Linked DNA regions of Mus musculus: regions 1, 2, 4 and 5 are each linked to region 3. The links are chromatin contacts, called in public HiCAR-type and HiChIP or PLAC-seq maps. All regions are on one chromosome and are shown on one strand. The core of a region is the stretch at or near the end of the contact, and the rest is flanking DNA. Distances in the headings are between cores, read along the strand shown.

What was found. HiCAR-type assays count read pairs that join an accessible place to other places. HiChIP or PLAC-seq counts read pairs in DNA pulled down with a chosen protein or histone mark.
Region 1: a contact with region 3 is called in an H3K27ac HiChIP or PLAC-seq map of thymic regulatory T cells, with 13 times the contacts expected there. The contact joins the enhancer-like site here to the promoter of Tox in region 3. A contact is called at or near these places in 8 of 39 promoter capture datasets (HPC-7-derived erythroid cells, cranial neural crest, embryonic stem cells and 4 more), 9 of 115 datasets of contacts at active chromatin or transcription factors (DN3 thymocytes, SST interneurons, acute myeloid leukemia and 6 more) and 1 of 9 other capture datasets (liver).
Region 2: a contact with region 3 is called in a HiCAR-type map of astrocytes, with 2.2 times the contacts expected there. The contact joins the promoter of Sdcbp here to the promoter of Tox in region 3. A contact is called at or near these places in 2 of 115 datasets of contacts at active chromatin or transcription factors (astrocytes and memory CD8 T cells) and 1 of 9 other capture datasets (adipose tissue).
Region 4: a contact with region 3 is called in an H3K4me3 HiChIP or PLAC-seq map of forebrain, with 9 times the contacts expected there. The contact joins the enhancer-like site here to the promoter of Tox in region 3. A contact is called at or near these places in 11 of 39 promoter capture datasets (the 3T3-L1 cell line, the C10 cell line, the HPC-7 cell line and 8 more), 7 of 484 Hi-C or Micro-C datasets (CD4 T cells, cerebellar granule neurons, cerebral cortex and 3 more), 15 of 115 datasets of contacts at active chromatin or transcription factors (the SCID.adh cell line, SST interneurons, T-cell acute lymphoblastic leukemia and 12 more) and 3 of 9 other capture datasets (adipose tissue, liver and pancreatic islet).
Region 5: an H3K4me3 HiChIP or PLAC-seq map of the SCID.adh cell line shows a contact between it and region 3, with 4 times the contacts expected there. The contact joins the enhancer-like site here to the promoter of Tox in region 3. A contact is called at or near these places in 13 of 39 promoter capture datasets (the 3T3-L1 cell line, the C10 cell line, the HPC-7 cell line and 9 more), 4 of 484 Hi-C or Micro-C datasets (CD4 T cells, cerebellar granule neurons, cerebral cortex and 1 more), 14 of 115 datasets of contacts at active chromatin or transcription factors (the SCID.adh cell line, SST interneurons, T-cell acute lymphoblastic leukemia and 11 more) and 4 of 9 other capture datasets (adipose tissue, embryonic stem cells, liver and 1 more).

Annotation. Positions count from the first base shown.
Region 1 is chr4:7,533,112-7,535,811 of GRCm38.p6, forward strand. No RefSeq gene overlaps it. Among named protein-coding and RNA genes, the nearest start is that of 8430436N08Rik, 26 kb to the right of the region's middle. Within about 2 kb of position 1,385, at least 10 of the 459 cell types and tissues checked have an H3K27ac peak or open chromatin away from gene starts, as enhancers often do. A contact at or near this core is called in thymic regulatory T cells, where this site is marked.
Region 2 is chr4:6,364,272-6,366,971 of GRCm38.p6, forward strand. It overlaps Sdcbp (syndecan binding protein), which reads left to right and starts at 1,409. Exons shown (of 9, transcript NM_001098227.1): 1 at 1,409-1,488.
Region 3 is chr4:6,989,389-6,992,088 of GRCm38.p6, forward strand. Tox (thymocyte selection-associated high mobility group box) reads right to left here and starts at 1,448. Exons shown (of 9, transcript NM_145711.5): 1 at 1,002-1,448. The coding sequence starts at 1,103.
Region 4 is chr4:7,579,742-7,582,441 of GRCm38.p6, forward strand. It overlaps Gm33752 (a long non-coding RNA gene), which reads right to left. Exons shown (of 4, transcript XR_390374.3): 4 at 1,849-2,084. Among named protein-coding and RNA genes, the nearest start is that of 8430436N08Rik, 20 kb to the left of the region's middle. Within about 2 kb of position 1,345, at least 42 of the 459 cell types and tissues checked have an H3K27ac peak or open chromatin away from gene starts, as enhancers often do. A contact at or near this core is called in SST interneurons, cortical neurons, embryonic basal ganglia and 5 more, where this site is marked.
Region 5 is chr4:7,601,779-7,604,478 of GRCm38.p6, forward strand. All of the region lies in intron 3 of Gm33752 (a long non-coding RNA gene), which reads right to left. Among named protein-coding and RNA genes, the nearest start is that of 8430436N08Rik, 42 kb to the left of the region's middle. Within about 2 kb of position 1,368, at least 7 of the 459 cell types and tissues checked have an H3K27ac peak or open chromatin away from gene starts, as enhancers often do. A contact at or near this core is called in the SCID.adh cell line, double positive thymocytes and regulatory T cell precursor, where this site is marked.

The DNA of each region.
Region 1 (2,700 bases), core at 135-2,634, 540 kb after region 3:
GTTTCTGCTAGGGCTGGGAGTACAAGGGCTTCATGGAAGTACTTGAGGTGGAGGGAAAGAGGGAGGGAAGACAGAGTTATGGCTTTATTTCACTCAAAAGCATCAATGCCACATGCCATGCTGTAACAATGTAGTGTCCCATCAAGCATCATTGTTTGGGCAAGATTAATCCTCCAAATACTGGTGTTGATTCTATATTGGATATTTATAATTTATGCTAGTTATTTACTACATGAAAATATAAATATTTAGCGCTGTTGTGGCATGGGTAAATACAAGAGTTTTTGTGGACAAGTGTGGAATTTTGGCCTTATTATACTTTTTTCTCTAGGAATCATCTAATCTTTTTTCAAACTGTGGCATGCTTACTTGTTCAATAAAGATAATCACAACCTACTTCTTATAGTTTGTGTCAAAAGGAAAACAGAATTCTTTGTGTGACCATTGATTTTGTTATTGGTGAGTTACAAGGTCACAAAATGGCCAAAAGAATATTATAGGCAAAAAGGGGTTTTTCACTTTTAAATGTGGAAGGTTCTATTTAAAGTGTAGATACAAAAATATGAAAAGCTCTTGGTGATATCATTGTAATAACACGTTTTTTCCAAATGAGTCTGGGAAAAATTATAATGGGGGCCATTTTATGGCCCTATTGGAACTTGTCCTGATACAGTAGTGCTATCTCTCACATATTGGGAAATACCTTTCCATCATATGATCCCTTCTTTTAAATCAAGCTTTTCCACAAGGTTCCCCTTTCCTTTCTTAGAAGTGCATAAGAATTCATAAGATCTCAGTAACACGTAGACGTGAGAATATGGAAGGTGGTGTTTGTGTAAACTGTATTACTAAGGGTCAGGGCCCTGGAATTGATTCATATACTGCATGCTGCCTCAAGAGGATTTGCTCATATGTATTCAAGTCACAGCTGAGAAACATCAAATACTAAAATATTTGCACCACAAATGCAAGTCTAACACAAATATACAGGATTTAGATAAAAGAACAGAAAATCTACACTATCACTTAGTTTATTCCAATCATGTTCAATGATAATGGATTCTAAAAGTTATAGAGAGATGGAAGAAAAGTGACATATTGCTAGCATTATCCACCATTGTTCAGCAAATGTTTATTGAGTTATAACCAGCCCATTAGAGCAGTAGGACTAGCCTAGTAATATTTATGTAGATTCATTAGTATAGCTATTCCCTGATTTTACTGTGATACACACAGTTAAAATGTGATTTTATAAAAAAGCCAATGCACAGTGGCTCACAGCAGACTGTTAAGCGAGAAGCAGCAACAGTAGCTCCACCGCCTCAGCGCAAATGGCTTCTCTGCTTTTTGACAAAGGGGATTCAAGCAAGCAAACCTGCACGCCTACCAAAGCCACACCTCACCTCAGAGTGTGGTTTAAGAACTCATCAAAGCCATGCCTGACTCAACAGCAGCCTCTAAATCACAAACTGATTTAACTGGAGAATACAAATGTCTCCTGTACACAAACTATTCTACTCACTTTCACAACTCCCTGCAGGTGAAATGACTTTCACTGTCTTCACTCACACTGTGTCTGAGGCAGGCCTGATGGTGCACACTCTGGAAGACTGAGCCAAGCATATCTCAGGGCCAGCCTGTCTCAAAAGGAAGAAGGTAAAGAATATGTACAACTCCCCGGAATAAGAAGTACCTTCTATGTGGAGCAGGGGAGGCAACTCAGTAGTAGAATACTTCACAAATAAAGCCCTGAGAATGATTTTAGTAACAGAAAATCAAAAGGAGACAGACACAACCCAAAAAGTCAGAAGAGTTCCTTTAACTTTCTTGTATCCATTTTATTTTAAAGATTTAATTCTATTCATTAGTTGATAAATAGACTTATATTTATTAATTTAAATTAAAATGTTAGTAGACACCTATAACAAACCCAATATTAATAATTTCATGATAGATTTTAAAATCCAGAATTCTCTGTGACCACTAAATTAGCTATATTTTAGTTGATGATTATAATTATAATTTTTTGGTCTTTGAAAATTATAATATTTTCAATTAAACAAGAAAGCACTCGACTTTTCCTGATTACAGTGTATCATTGATATCTCATACAATATTTCAGTCTCATAAATAGGTCTTATAAATCCCTAAAAGGACACTACTTTGTCTCAGAGTACAACGCAAGGAGGACATTTACTCTGCCAAACTACTTTTTCAACTATCTTACAAATAGTAACAATCAAAGCCCCTTTTAGTCCTAAAACAAACAATAAACTAGTCAAGCCCCTGTCTGCAGCTGTTCTTATGACACTTGAGTGGGTAGAGAATGGATGGAATGTTTTCCAGGGCCAAAAAGAGGGAGTGGGTGGGTTGGGGACCAGGGTGGGGGGAGGGTATAGGGGACTTTCAGGATAGCATTTGAAATGTAAATGAAGAAAATATCTAATAAAAAAATTGTTAAAAAAAAGAATGACTGAAATGTGTTGTATTCTGTTAATGCGTTTCCTAGTAATGAAAGAGTTGTAATTATTTTAGTGAAAACCACAATAAATTCTATTATGTTTTTATGATAGTAAGCTCTTCCATCTAAACAGTGTTATTCTTCTTGTTTTGTCTGCTTTTCCATCTTAGAAGGGAAATTGTCCTTAAAACTAGTAAATGAGGCACTTGTTCTTGCAAAGATTATATGCTCCAGTACAG
Region 2 (2,700 bases), core at 159-2,658, 630 kb before region 3:
CCATGGCCTGGGAACACAGATTTAGGTTACTTCAAATTCTATGTTCCAACAAGTAGCCTCAAGTAGCTCTCATAGTTTTTGTTTTTGTTTTTGTTTGTTTTTCTGAGACAGGGTTTCTTTGTGTAGCCCTGGCTGTCCTGGAACTCACTCTGTAGACCAGGCTGGCCTCGAACTCAGAAATCTGCCTGCTTCTGCCTCCCAAGTGCTGGGATTAAAGGCGTGCACCATTTTACAGGACAGAGGAAGTCATCAGTCAAGGCAAGCTTACAATACATAGGCGCTTACTTCAGAGAGGCAGGACAAGGCAGTGGGGGTGAGGTTCAGGGAACCTTTCTGTAAGACGCAAGGTGTTTTCTGGTGGCATTCTAAGCATTTGGATTGGTAGAAGCTAGTTGCCTGCTAATTCAATAGATTCTAAAGACCTGTTGTTTATTGTCACAAGATGTTAGTTTAGACACAGGGAAACAAGGAATGGCTGTTCTGGAGGGCCAGGATTTAGCCCAAGATATGGTGATCTTCCTCTGGACTTTCGACATTCCAACCTATTTATTTCCACAGCATGAAATTCTAATTAGGAGTTTTCCTTCACACAGATATTCATTCAACTAGGCTTGTAGCTAAGTATTTTATCTTGATATATTTTTAATATTCAATTCCAATTGCTCATTTCGTGCAGATAGGAAAGTAATTGACTCGTGTGTATATTAACCGTGTATCGTAGCAACCTTGCTGTAGCTGCTTATTCTGCTTACTGGTGTTTATTTTCTCTTTGTTTACATAGATAATCTTGCCAGCTGTGAATAGAACTGTATTTCTTCCTTTTCCATCCCGTAACTCGTTTTACAAGTTGTTCATCAGTTAAGCCATATTCTCCCTGGAGCATCACATTTTCATTCCTCTTGTCATGTAATGCTTATTGTTTTACCAGAGATAAAATTTCAAATGACTGTGATGATGAATAATTTAGATAGACAATTGCTTGCATGCCAATGATGTCATATACTGTTACTAGGAAATGGCCTCAGCCATGGACTGGTGTAGATATTGTCAGTTTCACATATTCATGTACACCCCAAACATCTGGATTCCCCTATCAGCACCATCAACTCTCAGAAAGCACATAGTCCGTGTTTTTAAGATTAGAATGTGGGTTTTATTTATTTCAGGGTGTGTGTGTGTGTGTGTGTGTGTGTTCAACACCGAGAGTAACAGTCAGCAGCCAATGAGCATTCGTTCTGGGAACAAAGGGTAGTAAAAGGCGGCGGGGGCTGCCAGGGAACCGAGGCTGGAGCCGGGAGTTGGGAGGATTTCGTAGAGGGAGGGTGGGCTGGTGGTCGCTCGGGCTGTGCCGCGTTGTCATGGGGACGGCGCGTGCGCCTGCGCCTGCGCGGCGGAAGGCGGGGGCGGTGATGACGCGCAGGGCGGGCCCCGAGGTTCGGTTGTGTGGAGCTGGAGCGGGCAGCAGGAGCGGCGCGGTCCTCGGGGCAGGTGAGTGGCCGCGGGGGTCCCGGGCCCCGGCAGGTCTCGGAGCTGGTCCGGCGCTCTGCTTCGGGCCCCGGGTGGGTCTGGCCGGGTCCTCGCCCGCACTCGGTGGCGTCCTCAGCGGCTTCCGGACGGCTGGCAGGGCGCGACGGACCGGAGGTGACAACGGTTAGCTGCGGAGCCGCTGCTCTGGAAGGGGGCAGGGAGGGCCAGGGCTTGCAGCGGGGTGTGTGCACCAGGAACGGTCTCCGGAGGTCTGGTGACTCAGATCTCCTTGGAGGATTTCCTTCTAATACGGGGCGGAGGGAGGCGTACAGACGTGGAAAGTTTCCAGTTTCAGAAGTGCAGTTATGGAGCCGTGGAGTGTGTGGGATCGTTTGTTGTATTCGTCCTATCTTCGACACATAGCTTTTTTTTTTCTTGTTTTGTTTTGTTTTCCATTAGGTAAATTACTTAGAAAGTGTAGAGTTTTAAATTCTTAACACGCACGCTTTACACCGAGAACAAATGTTTAAGAACGAAAGTTATATTGAAAATAGCTGCTGCCCTGGTCAATTGTCTTACTTTTGAAATGTCAAGGTGATATAGTTCAGCAGATTTGTACTCTCATTTTCCCGATGTGAGGATAGGACAAAGCAGAAAATATGCCTTTTCATCCTGTTAACAACTTAGGTCCTTAAACTGGTAGGTCTTAAGTGGTACGTAAGTATTACTGATCAGATGACTTGCACCAGGAAATAAGGAAATGGAATGACGAGAAGGCTCAGTAAACAATTACTCCATTATAGCCAGAGTCACTTAACTTTGGAAGCAGATTTTAGCTGTGCTGGATCTATTAAAGAGGATTTAAAAATCATGAACAAGAAAGGGCTGATTAAGATTTTGATGCACTTTTGAATTAAGCAGCCCTTTAAAATGAGCACGGCTCACCGACTTCCCCCCATTTTTGCCACTTTCTCTTAGGTAGTAAACATCCAGAGACTGTAAAAGACACCCACACACTTTAAAATACTTATACATTTAATAATCGTTCTCCTTGTACTTATTAATTGCCAAATGTTGCAACACTTACTGAAAATTTTAGCTTTTAAGGATGTAATTAGTAAACATATGGCTCAAAATTTTAAGCATTTAAAATGTAGAGCATACAGTATAAAACCTCCCCTGTGCTTGGCATAGGCTTTGGTTGTGCCCACCAGCCAGCCATATTTCCTCTGG
Region 3 (2,700 bases), core at 198-2,697:
CTCTTGGAGACGATCCCTCCGGTCCCTCCGTGTCCCTCTCAGGTTTTGCGTGCATGAAGCCAGGAGAGCAATTACTTCCCTAGAAACTCCTGGCTGTCCTATCCTTGGGCCAAGCTGAGCTCCGGGGCAGCTTCGCCAGAGTTCTCATTCTGGATCACCAGCATTAAATACCTTTCCGCTGTCCTGTGTGGCCCAAGTCAGCAGACTATGATGTAGCCCAGCCAGGGACCCTGCTTCAGCCAGGCAAAGAGCGTCGGAGCTTTACACTTGAATGCAAAGCGCTAGCTTGGCTTCCTGTAAACTTGCTATTTCCACACCCCACACCCCCCAAACGAGATCTGTTCCCCCAAATCATAATGCGACTAGCCCACAGCGTCCTGGTCTCGAGGGCCAGCGTCCGAACTCCAGTTCGGCGGCCGGAACAGAAAACAAAAGAGTTACAGAATAATTTTCACGGTGTGGGAACGCCGGATCCTCCGGGGTCCCTGCACCCCGACTCCTAGCTGCTCCTCTGGCAAGTGATCCGGAGCAAGGAAGCGATGCCACGAGCCCCCGCTGTCCAAGAAAGGGAGGGAGAAGAAGGAACTAGAATATAAACTGAATTCTCCTACTCTGCCTCAGTTCCCAGACCCCAGACACACCCCCAAAGTATTCCGTGGGTTTTCTCTCTCGATCTCTCGCTTTTTTTTTTTTTTTTTTAAATGTCTCCCGGCAAACCTAAGCAGGGATCCTTAGTGGCGAACAGCAGGAAGGAAAGAATCCGAGCAAATCGTGTCACTTTCCGCACAATCGCGTTGTTTGGCAAACCCCCGGAGCTGCTCCACAATATTTACTACCCGAGCGCACGCAGCGCCGCCGCGGGCTGCGACCGAGCGCGCCCGGGACGGGCCTCTGCGAGCCGGCCCAGTCCGCCCAGCGGGCCCCATCGCGGTCCAGCCACCGCTGCCCCCCTCCCGGGATCGAGCCGCCAGAATCGGTGCAGACAAAAGCAGAGTGTTCACCTTGTTGCAATAGTAGGGGTCCAGGCAGGGAGAAGGTCCCAGACAAGGAGCGGCGGGCGCAGCAGCGGGCTGGGCTGGAGGAGGATAAAATCTTACGTCCATTTCACTCTCACATCAAGCAACTCCTTTTCTTTTCCTTTTTGAAAAAAAAAAAAAAAAAAAAAGTGCTCAGAAAAAAAAAAAAAAGCTCAGACGGAACAGAGAGGCGTCTGGGCTCAGGAGTAAAAGAAACACCTTCCTTCCCTCACATCCGTTTGTGGTTTGTTTAAGAAGAGGAAGAAAAGAGAGAGAGAAAAGAGAGAGAGAGGAAAAAAAAAACAGAGGGTGGAAAAGCGCTCAACTCTCCCCCCCAAGCCGTGGCGCGCACCCGTCCACACCGAGCGCGCAGCCTGCCTGGTCCGCTCGGCCCCGGCGCTGTCGGCCCGCCGCCGCCGGGCAGGTAACTTCACGCGCTCATTGTCCCCCCCGCCCGCCGCCCCATCCCCGCCTCCCGCGCCCTTCGCCGCCCGGCACTCGCGCTCGGGCTCGGGGTACTGGGCGTTTTATTGGAGACTCTGCCTTGCTTTGCTTTTAGTTTTTCTCCACGTTAGAGGCCTGGGATGGGGGAGTGATGGAGTGTGTGTGGTGTTGCAGGGGAGATCAAGATCGGAGGACACTAGTGCCCCGGACCGGCGGGGTGCCGACAGAGGCTGGACGCGGCCCAGAGGGTACAGTTGGGGACCGAGAACCAGGCGAGGGACAAACGCAGAAGAAGGGAATGCGGCTCGATCAGTAGTGGCGGGACCCCGGGCAGCGTCAGTGCCCCAGTCAGCACCCCCGGGTGGGTGCCATGGAGGTGGATACAATCACACAAAGGGGCTGGAGAGACTGAGCAAAGGCTGACTGGGGCACCGTGGGGCTCGCACAGCAAGGGGGCGCTGTGGCGCACCCCCGCCCAGCACCCGCAGCCCCACCCCCGCCCCACCCCATTCTTTGAGCCCCCCACCACTTACTCCTGCCCGCTAGCTGCACTGCCAACCTCTGCCCCGCGCGGGAGGTAGAGGAGAGGCTGTCTTGTGGCGCTGCTCGGGAGCCTGCAGGGAGCGCAACCTCTGCCCCATTCTAGTGTGCAGCTGACCAAGGGACCCCAGTTGATCTCTGTGCGAGGAGCGGTGCTCCTGGAGTTAGTGCTCAGAGAGCCTCGGCATTCGGCTTTGGTTCTCAGTGGGAGGGTTTGCAGAGGCTGAGCCTGCCCTTGCGGGACTAGCAAAAAAGACTCCAGGGGTGCTTAGAAGGGTAAATAAGGAAACAGTTATCAGCACACCATGCGCTACAGGGAACACATCTGGGCTAGTTACTTGCCTCTTGGAATTATACTTTCACTGTTGGATTCCCAGTAGCACTCTTGGAGCTCCACTGCCCACCCCAACCTTCACGAATCAGCTGTCTGCTTCCCTGGGCTCTCTTTGTTGGTAGGATAAAGATATCATCCATATTTTGCTTTACTTCGTCAACCCCAAAAACTTGCAATATTGTGTCCCCTGGCATCTGGGAGAGTTTTGGGACCCTGATGACTGTCCAGCGGACATCTTACGTTCTCCCTGAGAAAGACTTTAGAGAGAAGTTAATATAGGGGTGGGCAATGTTTACCTTTCAAGGGTGAATTCCTGATTGCTTCACACCTTAGGGGCCTAAGACCCTGTAAAAAAGTGGAAAATTC
Region 4 (2,700 bases), core at 95-2,594, 590 kb after region 3:
AAACTGAAAACCTAAATTCTTATGAAGAAGGGTATTTAGGTGACATGTTCTGGGCATCAGTCACATAAGTGTCCCCACTGGTAAAGACAAAACAAATTACAAAGTGAAATCAATATACTACAGTGGCTCTCCTATAACACTAAATACTGAGCCAATCAACTTCAAAACCACATCCCCTAATTTTTACAAATTTATTTATGCCAGAAGGGGTAGAAAAGTATCAGAAGGAGATCAGTTCCCTCTCTTCTTGCCCATACACTAAGGTTCTGAGACTTCTTCTGCACGCCACCTTGCTGAACAGCGTCCACCTCATTCCCATGAGGACTGGCAATCATTGGCTCACTTTACCCCTATGTTTTGCATGTAAGAAGCTCACCATTTCTTTTTCCTTTAATATGAAGTATTTATTGTGTTCACCTCTGTTTGAATTACTTTACAAGGCAAGACTAGATGGAGCTGTTAAAAACCCACATACAGAGAACATTGAATACTCTTCTTTGGGCAATTTCCTAATTAGCCTCTCCTTTTAACTTTAATAATGACATTCTTCAAGTCAGCAGCTGCCTAGTCTGTAGTTCCATAGATAATGCTTCAGCACCTTTGTTTATTGGCCTTGACCTTGTTCTTCTAACCTTGACTGTCTAGCCTTCATCATCTGCTGATTAATTTTGGTGTTGGACCAACATCGTCATGGGAAATGTAAGCATGGTTCTAGTTACTGATTTTGAGGCCATCTTTGGAACATCACATGACTGTAAACAAGGTGTTTTCGATGATCTCACTGGTCTATTTGGGGATTAGACTGAACCCTCAGTAGAACAAAACAGTCTGTTAAATGTTTTACAAGGTCTTTGATCACAGAATTCTGACTTACTACCTTTGGAGTTTGTCTTGTGTCAAAGACCTGGGCCCCAGTAAGGTAAATGGAGAAAGCAAAAGCTTAATAATCTCCCGAGTAAGCTCCGAGCAGCCTCCTCCATGATGGTTCCTAAGATCCTCGGTAGATATTATCCTGCTGGGGTTACTGGGACAATGAAAAGAAGAGGAGCCATCATTACTGTGCGACGGAAGATTTCTTGTGTGTGTGCGTGTAAATTATAAATATTACTTTTCTCCCCACCTTCAGTTTTTAAAATGTGGTTTCACATTTCATTTAATGCTAAATGGTTCATTGCATAGAGTCGCAACTCAGTTCTCTTATTACAGTGTTATCTTTCACTTTGTCAAAATATGTCGACTTGATAAGAAATCTGACAGAAGTTGCTTATGATGGGATCGCTAACAGCCATCAGTTTCTCTCTAGCAAATGAAACTGTAACCATGGTGACGGCCTTTTTTTTTGCCAGAATGAAAATGAGACAGCACTCTGCTGCAGCCATTAGCAGAATACACAAATGTCCCTTAAGGCAAACATCTAAAGCAAATGGACTGCAAAGGAAGGAGCACTAATTTCTATTTATTTAGGATTTGTAAACCTAGCAGAGCAAGATATTAACAAAGGAACAAACAAAGACAGCTTTAAAACTCCCTGCTGCTTGCGTTTTTCCTTCTGGTTTGTGAAACTCCTCTTCTCAAACCTAGAAACCTTTGGTCTGATTCCCCTACTCTGGTGTTAAATAATACCAGCAATGTGCCTTTGACACTACCCCTGGATATTCCATGGGCTTTCATTCTCCCCTTGTGTGAAGAGGAAAAAGAAACTTAATCTAGTAGAAAAGGTACTTTAAATGATAAAGAGTTGCTCCTCCCCCCCCCCTTTTTTTAAGGTGCATTTTAGGGAAAACTATCAAAAAGTGAAATACAAGATGTCCCTTTTCATATACTTTAATTTTCAAAGAGGCACGTTCATTCTGATAAGGTGCATAGAAGCTGATAATAAGTCTATTCTAACACTATCAGCAATCAGCCGCAGACTGTCAGACCTTTCAAGTGTCACACGCCTCTCAGTGTCTTCTTATTCACCCTTAGTCCCATCTCTCTTGAAACTCCGCAGGGCATGCAGATATTCTCCTGACAGGCTCCGCATAGGTGAACGTTCTTCAGCCTTCTGCGAGACAAGAAGACTGTTTTCAGCTCTCTAGCACCTAAAACAAAACAGTACTTTAAAATGATGTCTCAGTCTGCCTCTTACTCTCTTCCTTAAAGATGCAGCTCCCTGGACTCCATCCTTCCTGCTTTCCTTCTTCATGGAATTATATTAACGATAGACAAAATTAATGTTTTTCAGTATTCCACTTAGTAAGCATACTGATTCTGCTAAAATATTTGTGCAGTTTAAAACCATGCTTTGATCCACAGAACAATGCGTGTTTTACAGAGTGCGAAAAGCTTCACAAAAGCCCATTTGTCTAGATATTAGGCCAGGATCCCTGCTGCCACCTCAGAAAGGAACAAAGTATTAAGATCATAGGAAGACATTTCTGTCAGGTTCTCACTGAGAATCAGAGGCAGCTGCCACTGAGATGTTGCTGTGGAAATCTGTGTCCGGAGCTACATAATTAACCTGTGGAATCATCTCTTATCAACTGCAGTGTAGATTCTCATTCCTGGAATGTCTCTTTCTTTGTTTTCAAGTTGCTTGCTTAAGTAAGTCATATCTGTAACATTTGTCTACCTTGTCAAATCTGAGTATCTGACTTGAGTCACGGTGGAGTTGATTGAACATAAAAAGTTACTTCTGGCCATACTCTAGACTCCAAC
Region 5 (2,700 bases), core at 118-2,617, 610 kb after region 3:
AGTGTAGGACAGAGTTCACGGAAGCAGGTACCAAGTTTCAGGTATGTCTCCCAGGAAGGGATCAGGGATACTTGTAAATCTTCCTGAAGCAACATAGAATAGCACCTGCAACCAACCGCAGATGATTTGGGATCCATTGTTTTTATCAGGGAAACACATACAGGTATGCAGAACTATGCCACCTCAGCCAGTTAGATTACAGCACTGTCCTTCTCAACTCAAAGTGACATTAGCAATAAATCACACTGCCAAGATACTCTTATCTGTTCAAACGGGTACAACGTGAAGGCCCAAGCATGCAGCATAAAAAACCATTTACAGTGTTGTAACAATCAATGACAGACTGCTTTTCTAACACGTGAAAGCCCTGAGTTTGATGTAAACATTCATATTGAGAAAGGCATTTTAAGATCTCACATTTTCTCCCCCAGGGGCTGAGTGAATGCCAGTCTTGAAGTTAGGCCTTTCTTTGAAATCGGTAGAGGATAAGCAAATAGGACCAGAGAGGTTAACCTTCTCTGCCCCTTTTCCTCTCTTTTAAACTCTCCTGCCTTTCTTTTTCTGTCCAAGTGTAGTATTTTCTTCTGTTTCTAATCCTTTATTCCTATTCATGCATTTTCTGCTACCAGTAATTCTATATGAAATTATAGAAAGAATTCCCATTTAATCAAGTGTAAATATGTTCAAAATTAATTACAGAGACTCTCAGTTCCACCAAAATGGAGCTGAAAATCACTGTTTCATTTAATTTTTGAAGCCCTGGGGGAAACCTCAACAAAGAAATACAACAAGGAATTTCTAAACTTCTTATGGAAGTTGGAGAAAGAGTAGTGGCTGCCTAAGGACATCAAGACTTGGGAAACCCCAAGCCAGTAAAACCTATGCCTATCCCTGTGTTTTAGTAGTCCCTTCTATGTATATCTCTGAGCTATGTACATTACCAGTGAAAAAATATTCAAAGAAAAGCCATTGTCCAGAAGCCATGAGACTCACTAACATGTAGCCTAAAACCAGAAATTCTTGGTTTTAGCCACAGCCATACCACTTTCTATCAAAAGCCAAGACAAAGGTCCCCTCTCTCTACCTCATCCTTAACCAGCACACACACACACATCATTATCAGGGGTTCAGGAAAATTGATCTGGAATTTGGAAGGAAGTCTTCCAGCCTACCACCAGGACAGAAGGAAGCAGCTGATAGGCTCCTCTAGAACTCTGTGCTAAATCACCTGTCTGGACTGGACACAAAGGATCACCCTTCCTTCCTCAACATGCTCTCAATGTGCACAAAAAGACAACTGAACATCTAGTCCTTGCCTGGCAATCAGGTGTGCTTCAAAACCACAGTTAGTATCTAGAGATAAGCAGAGGATCCTCCTGCCTTAGTAGTAAAATGAGAAGGAAGGCAGCAAGGGGAAGAAGATGCTGTCACCACTGTACTGTGTTCTTTATCTGTGAATAAACCTTCCAAACAATCATAAAACAATGGGAAATGGAACAGAAATCAGCTAAACAATATGTGGTCAAAGAAAAATAGCTCAGTATTTACTAAAAGCAAATTTAAAAACTTAAAAATGGAAATATTCTAAACTATGTCATATACACCCAACAGGATAGTAGAAAACAGCTTTGAAGTACTAAGCTATACAGAAGAGAGACCTCAAAACAAAAATTCTAGTTCCTACATCAATACACTAGAGTAAGTAGAGCTAACCAGGCTGAGTGAGCAGAAAGAAGGAAATGTGGTAAAAAGGAAAACATCAATGGCATTTAAAACAATGAAAAATGTAATGAAACAAAAACCTGCTTCTTCAGAAAAGCCAATAAAATTGAGAAGCCTCTAGCAAGACTGATGAAACATTAAGACAGAAGGTATGAAGTTCCAGTTTGAAGAAAGAGCAGAGGATATACTATGGATTATTCAGCTATTAAAGAAATGATCACTAGATATGATGAAATGCTGTATAATAATAAGTGCAACAATTTAAAATAAATGTACCAAGTTCCTAAGAAGAACAGGGCATAGAAATTCAGCCAAGATGAAAGAGGTAACCTGAATAGCTTGTTATTTCAAAATTGAATTTATATTTAAAATCGAGCTCTTAGAAATCTTTCGTAGTAAATGATACTCCTACAGAATTTTTCCAGGCATTTAAATATTAACATCAATTTTACAAACCTCTTATATTAATATGTAGAAATAATAGTGCTGGTAAACTTCATGGAATCAATATTATAATCAGACAAAAAGAAAGCTGCCACCAAATTAATCACAAACTGCACAATACAGAATCAGCAAATCCAGTTTAGCAACGTAGACAAACAATCATACGTCATGACCTAATGAGATTTCTTTAAGTTATACAGACTAGCTCAGCGTTAAACAGTCAACAAGGCCATCAGCAGATGCCGAGGATGAGGGGACACAGATTCGTTAGCAGTTGACACAGAAGAAAATTTTGTGATTTTTTTTTAAGAGTCAGAAACATCACCAAATCAGAAGTTTTATTTTTCAGTGTTTTTCTTTAAACACAGTTAATATTTAAAATTGCTCCTCTAAAATTTGGAACATACTATTCAATATACAATAAAAACTAAAGACTATACTGGAAAGAAAAAATTTTGAATAAGCATAGATGAGAAAAGCTGGGAGAAGGAATTCTTATCGCCAACTGATTGGATCGTTTCTCCCTAAACTTAA